Linked DNA regions of Hordeum vulgare: region 1 is linked to region 2. A link is a contact called in public Hi-C data. All regions are on one chromosome and are shown on one strand. The core of a region is the stretch at or near the end of the contact, and the rest is flanking DNA. Distances in the headings are between cores, read along the strand shown.

Region 1 (2,944 bases), core at 10-2,509, 170 kb after region 2:
ATGTTCCGGATTTTGAAAAATGTTTCCGCAATTTGAAAATTGTTCCGTAATTTTAAAAATTGTTTCGGAATTTAATAAAATGTTTTCGCATTTTACATAATCTGCCGGAATTTGGAAAAATGTTCCGAATTTGATAAAATGTTCCAGATTTTTGAACAATGTTCAGGAATTTGGAAAAAAAATGCTCTGGAATTTTAGAAAAGAAATCTGAATTTCTTATATAAATATTTCGTATTTTTGGATAAAATTTTCCGTAATTTAGAAAATGTTCCAGAAGTTGGAAAATATTCTGGCAGTTGAAAAAAATGTTCTAGAATTGTAAAAAATAGAAAAACATTTACTAGAATTATTTCAAATAAAAAATAAGCTGGGTCAGAATGTTACTGTCTTCACGTTTGTATAAAAAAATCTTGTTTTACCAAAAATCTTTTGTTTTTTAAATTGTTCACAAATGGAAAACTTGTTCAAATTTTCTTCACCAATACTGAAAATATTCATGATTTAAAAATGTTCGGGGATTTTAGAAAATGTTCTTCATTTTCTAAAAAAGGTTTTTTCATTCTCAAAAAATGTATGGAAGTTTAAAAAAAATTCAGTTTCAAAAACTGTACATAGCTTCAATTAATGTTCCCGCTTGAATATTTATTCACAACTTTTCAGAAATGTTCGTGTTTCCAAAAAAATCTCATATTAAACAACTGCACAACTTTTCAAAAAATGTTCCTGTTTGCAAAAAGGTACATTTTTTGAAAAGATGAACGTTTCCAAAAGAATGGTCGAAATGAAAAAATAGTGTCATTCTCAAAATAATTCTTTTTTTTTCAAAAACTGCACATTTTTGTAACTTCTGAACATTTTCCAAAATTTTGATCTTTTTGTTAATTCTGAAGAACAAGAAGCAGAAGAATAAGTAAATAAAATAAATAGCATAAAAACTGAAAAAGAAAAGGAGAAAAGGAATCGAAAAAAGAAAAAGAAATAAACTAGAAAAGAAACAAAATGAATTAATAAATTTAAAAAACAAAAAAAAGAAACAGAAGAAACCGTATATATACTAGTTTAAGATCTTTATAGAAGGTTCCCAAAACTAGTTAGGTACCTTCTAGAAGGGTCCATAAACCGGACGTTGTAACTTGTGAGTTCTCACACAATTGGGCCAGTCCATTTCGATCGCCAGTTGGTTCGTCTCAGTGTGAATGATTGACACGGTGCCGCAATGAGCGGTGCATAGGACCTCCTGTGTTTTATAGTCCGACTCAGAGAACAACGATCTAAGTTAGGTTTAAAACTTGTTTGGTTGGCATCCTGGACCTGATCCTTGCTGGACCCGCCTAGATCAAAAACTCCTATCTAACGCCCTATTTGACGCTTCGCCGAAGACTACTCCAGGCGTGCTGGCCCACGTAATGGCTGTTCTGTTTTGGTATTTTTCTTCGTTTTTAATTGTTTATTTTTCTCTTTTTATGATTTTTTGTTTATCTTCTATTTGTTTTATTTAGCTCATTTTCTTTTCCTATAAGGTTAATTATTTCTAATATACGAAAAAAATAATTTAAAACTCATACTGAACTTTATCAGTATCTGGTGAACATTTTTAATAAACATATTGAATATATTTTTAGTATACAATAAATACTTTTATTATATACACTAAAATTTATATAGAATACCATGAAATTTTATAATTATATGATCAATATAATTTGATATACTTAGAACATTTTTCTAATATATGGTGAACTTTTTTTAGTGTACACATATTAAAAAATGTGTAATGTATTATAACAAAAATATCATCGCATAATAAGAAAATATTTAGTCTATTCTAAAAATATCCATCATATACTAAAAAATACTGGTATGTATTTGAAGAATGTTCACCACCAGCGCGACCCCACCCTCGTTTCCACCACCGATTCCTCAACATCTCGTACCCATCACTCTGTTGTGCGCATCTCGTGGACGGTAGTGATGATGTTCCCGCTGTGGCCAAGGTCATGTCCGACACGTCAAGATCAATGAGGTCACCATGCACGTGTTGTAGGAGGAGCTCGCACATGTCACCATACTCAAGACTTCAACAACCCCATGTACACTCGTGATAGGCGCACCACCGTCCTCGGATAGCAGTGGTTCCTTCACGAGATCATCAACCATCTACCCCAAGGTAAATTTAGATATTTAAATGTCTCTTCACTCTACTTGGGTTAACTGTGGTACAGTTCTAGTGTATGTAGAAGAGTAGAAGCACAGGGCTTCATAGAGGCATTATATTTGTGTAAAGGCCTCAGATAACGATGTGCATGATGGCAAGGCTATCGACAAAGCTCCTAGGTAACCGAGGGAGAGAGAGAGAGAGACCCATCAAGTTAGTGGGTTGGCAATATGGCACAGCTACAGCGACGTGGTTGTCAGTGTGTCCTTGCCTTTGGCTCCACTATTGCTCGGCATCGTACTTTCCCTACACCATCAACACCCCTCCCTGTCGTCTTTGCTCTGCTCGATGTGTTCCACTTCTGCGTCATCATGCCTCCTATTTCTCACCGAATGGCTACACCAACATGGCTCACCTCCATGTACCATTGATATTGAGATCGCAGGCCTAAGTTTCAACGCACATCCTATGTTTAGTTACTTGATATCAAGGCTAGTTTCACTCGATGCCAAAGTAAACTACCACATGTAAGTTTCGGGCACGCATTTGTTTCAGATTCGGGATTTCATGGTTGTCGAACTTTTTCTCATATGGTGTAGTAGAAATGCAAGCTTCATTATCTTGCAGTTATCTATTTTTTCAAAATTGCACTCTTCTTGCCTTTAGTTATGTTCTTAACCAATCAATTATTACTTGATCATCATATGATTGTTTGCTTTGCTCACGTGTATATTCAGATGAGTGGTACCCCATCCTATTGTTAGATTAATCATGAACCAAGAGAGCATA
Region 2 (3,070 bases), core at 37-2,536:
AATTCTCTCTGTTGTTTATTCAAGAAACTCATGGTTTCTTTGGTCAAAGAGGCCATGGCTTGCTCCATATCATTTTCATCAATAGGGTCAGCGCACGGAGCGGATAGGAAATCTTGGACATCGATGCTGAGTTCAGGCAGCAACCAAGGCAGATGCCTCCACCGTGTAGAGAGCACACTTGTACTTGTACTTTTCATATGCCTCCGTGACTTCAGTTCACTTGTCACTATATATGTTATTCTCATCATATGTTATTTATCATCATTGCATATGTTATTCTCATCATTGCCAATGAAAAGTACGTCCAGATTCATAATTTTGCTTGTTAGGGGGGCGGGGGAGCAAAGACAAAACGAAGTCACGACAGCATGGTGAAACTTTGAAACCAAATCTGGCCATATTTTTTGGCTCTGTTTATTCAGTTCACTCCGACACAAGCACGGAAATTATTGGTATAATACGATAGACAAACAACTTAACAAAAATAAACGAATTGATAGTTTATTTATCCGAGTCCTCTTTTTTTCCAACAGAAACAGAATAGGCAAAAACTCCTTATCCAAACAACCTAATCCTAACCATATACGATACTACTCATCTAGCTAGCCTTCAAAGCGTGTATATATAAGATGGACTCAATCTACTATTGACTATTTTTGCTTACCTCGAAGATCAAACTTCACCGACGGTACCAATCCAACGGAGTTGCCGATGCAGGACGCGGAGGGAGAGAGGGGAGCCGACCGTGAGAAGGTAAAATCAATTCCTCCGTTCCTGCTCGATCTCCGCCCATCCGGGCGAGTACGGCTTGCTGCAGGGTGTCCTCACGCTCCACGGCGCGCGTGCCTCGCCGGGCGTTGCCAGTAGAATAGGCCGACCGCGCGTTGCCAGCCGAAGAGGCCGACCGACCTGGCGCCGCGCAGCCGGAGGCGCGGAGCGGGGGACGCGGGGCAGAGGGCGCCGCACGTGGATGCCGCCGACAGCGCGCTCGTCAGCGAGAGCGCTGCCCCCTGGACTTTGCAAGGACAGCACGGAGCAGTGGGGTTGGGGTGGGAGGCTGACGATGGCGAAGCCATGCCATAGGGAGAGGCGGGGGTCGCACAGTTGCTCCGGGAGGTATCAGTCACGCCGTCGCAATGCGTGCGCCACGGCGCGCCGGCGGCAGCATCGATGAGCTCCTGAGTGGATAACACGGGGAGGGGAAGGGGATGGGGAACGAGATGAGTGGTGATGGTGAGATAAGAGAGAGTGACGGGGATGGGAAACGGCGTGCTCTGGGACTGGTGTGTTGCCACGGGGATCGAGATAAGAGAGAGTGACGGAGATTAGTTAAACAGGTGTGTTGTCACGGGACCAATTAGCTTAAAACGACTGAATTCTTTGATAGTGCATTCAGGAACCACCAGACCAATTAGTTTGCTAGGCTGTATGAAAAATAACGACTGAATTCTTTGAAAGCAAGCCGACAGTGAGCTCCTGCACCACCAACACAGCATGGTGCCGCATTGTCGACTGCAGTATGATTTTTTGCCTATAGTGTCCACTGCAGTGTGATTTTTTGCCTATATCTCAAAAGGAATCACGGTTCAGAAAAGGCAGGGAAAAAAAATAAGTAGAATACTTTAGCTTAATTTTTGTCTATAACAGTTAACTGTACGTTTGTACGTGACTGGATCATAAAAATTAGCTATCGATGGATATTTCATACCCTGAAAATAGAAAGTGGCATGGCGTAAGTGCACTAGTTTCAGTTGTAGAATTGATTTTTGTTGCAACGCCGAAGTATATATTAGAGCATATTAAGCAAGGTATTTAGACAATATGTCATGGCTACCAAGTTTATTTGTTATCAATCTTTTTATTCTTTTATTTTGTAAGTTGCATATGAATTATGATATTGTAGCCCGAAAAAAATTAATACTCTATTCAAATTATATTTTATATATATTTCACTTTTGCAGGATGTGTTAGTCACAGATACGGATATTGATGACCATCGAAAGTTACCTATCAACAAGAGCCCGAAGGTGATAGATATGAATACCGTGGATCATCAAAAAAAAGCTACCGATAAGAGCCCGACGAATATGTCATTGGAAGAGAACAAAAACTCAGGAACTACTACACAACATATAGATACATCCAATTCAGGTCATACCAAACCAAAAAGAGCAAATACTAATATTACACCACAAGGTACTTACTTTTACAGTGCTTATCAACTTTTTCATTCTATTGGTCTTTTTTATGATCTACTAATTTGGTTTCATGTCGTCCCATGACAGATTATATTTGCACCCCGCACGATATTTCAATTATTAAAACAATCATGCCCTTACATTCAAATACTAAGTTGGTGCATATCAATGATGCATTATTATCAAGTGCTGAGATGAGATGTCTTACGCACGATGATGTGTTTTTGCACGATGAACTAAGTCAAACCACACACTCTTTTAAACTAACAAAAATGTATTCTATTTTCGCATGATAAGTGTATTAACATTTAAATGTATTCTATCTTCGAAACTATAGGTAATAAATGCATACATATATTGCATTAGTGCCCAGGAGCATCTACAAGATAGAGTGGGTGGAAAGGTACACATTGCAAGCATGTTTGTGTCTTCCCTGCTAAAGAAAGATGAGATATACCCATCAACACATCGTCACATTGTAAGACGAGTAAATACTTTTCTGGAGCATGACATGGTTAGTCTTAAGTCACTACACTTACATATAATGATGCAACACTTTTTTACGTGAGAGTAGTCACGTGTTATATTATATAATATTTATTGCTTTAGGTATTCCTTCCAATTAACATTACAAAATACCACTGGTATCTATCGGTTCTCAATGCGAAGAAATGAGAGATACATGTATTGGACTCACTTGGAATTGGCATGAACCGAAGTGACCTCACTATGACGGTAAATGTCTACTTCATGTGTCTCTTTCCCTAGACATTACATTTCATTTGCCTAATACGTGTTGACTTTTTCCATTTAATAGATACAAGGACTTGACAAGCATATAAAAATCGCATGTGATATGCCGAAGTTTAAGA

What was found. Hi-C and Micro-C count contacts between places; a contact is called where the count stands out from the background.
Region 1: a Hi-C map of seedling shows a contact between it and region 2, with 5 times the contacts expected there. The contact joins the enhancer-like site here to the promoter of LOC123425760 in region 2. A contact is called at or near these places in 2 of 6 Hi-C or Micro-C datasets (leaf and seedling).

The regions. Positions count from the first base shown.
Region 1 is chr2H:185,099,987-185,102,930 of MorexV3_pseudomolecules_assembly, forward strand. No RefSeq gene overlaps it. Among protein-coding and RNA genes, the nearest start is that of LOC123425760, 170 kb to the left of the region's middle. Within about 2 kb of position 1,260, at least 3 of the 3 cell types and tissues checked have open chromatin away from gene starts, as enhancers often do. A contact at or near this core is called in leaf and seedling, where this site is marked.
Region 2 is chr2H:184,928,432-184,931,501 of MorexV3_pseudomolecules_assembly, forward strand. It overlaps LOC123425760, which reads right to left and starts at 1,287. Exons shown (of 14, transcript XM_045109480.1): 1 at 665-1,287.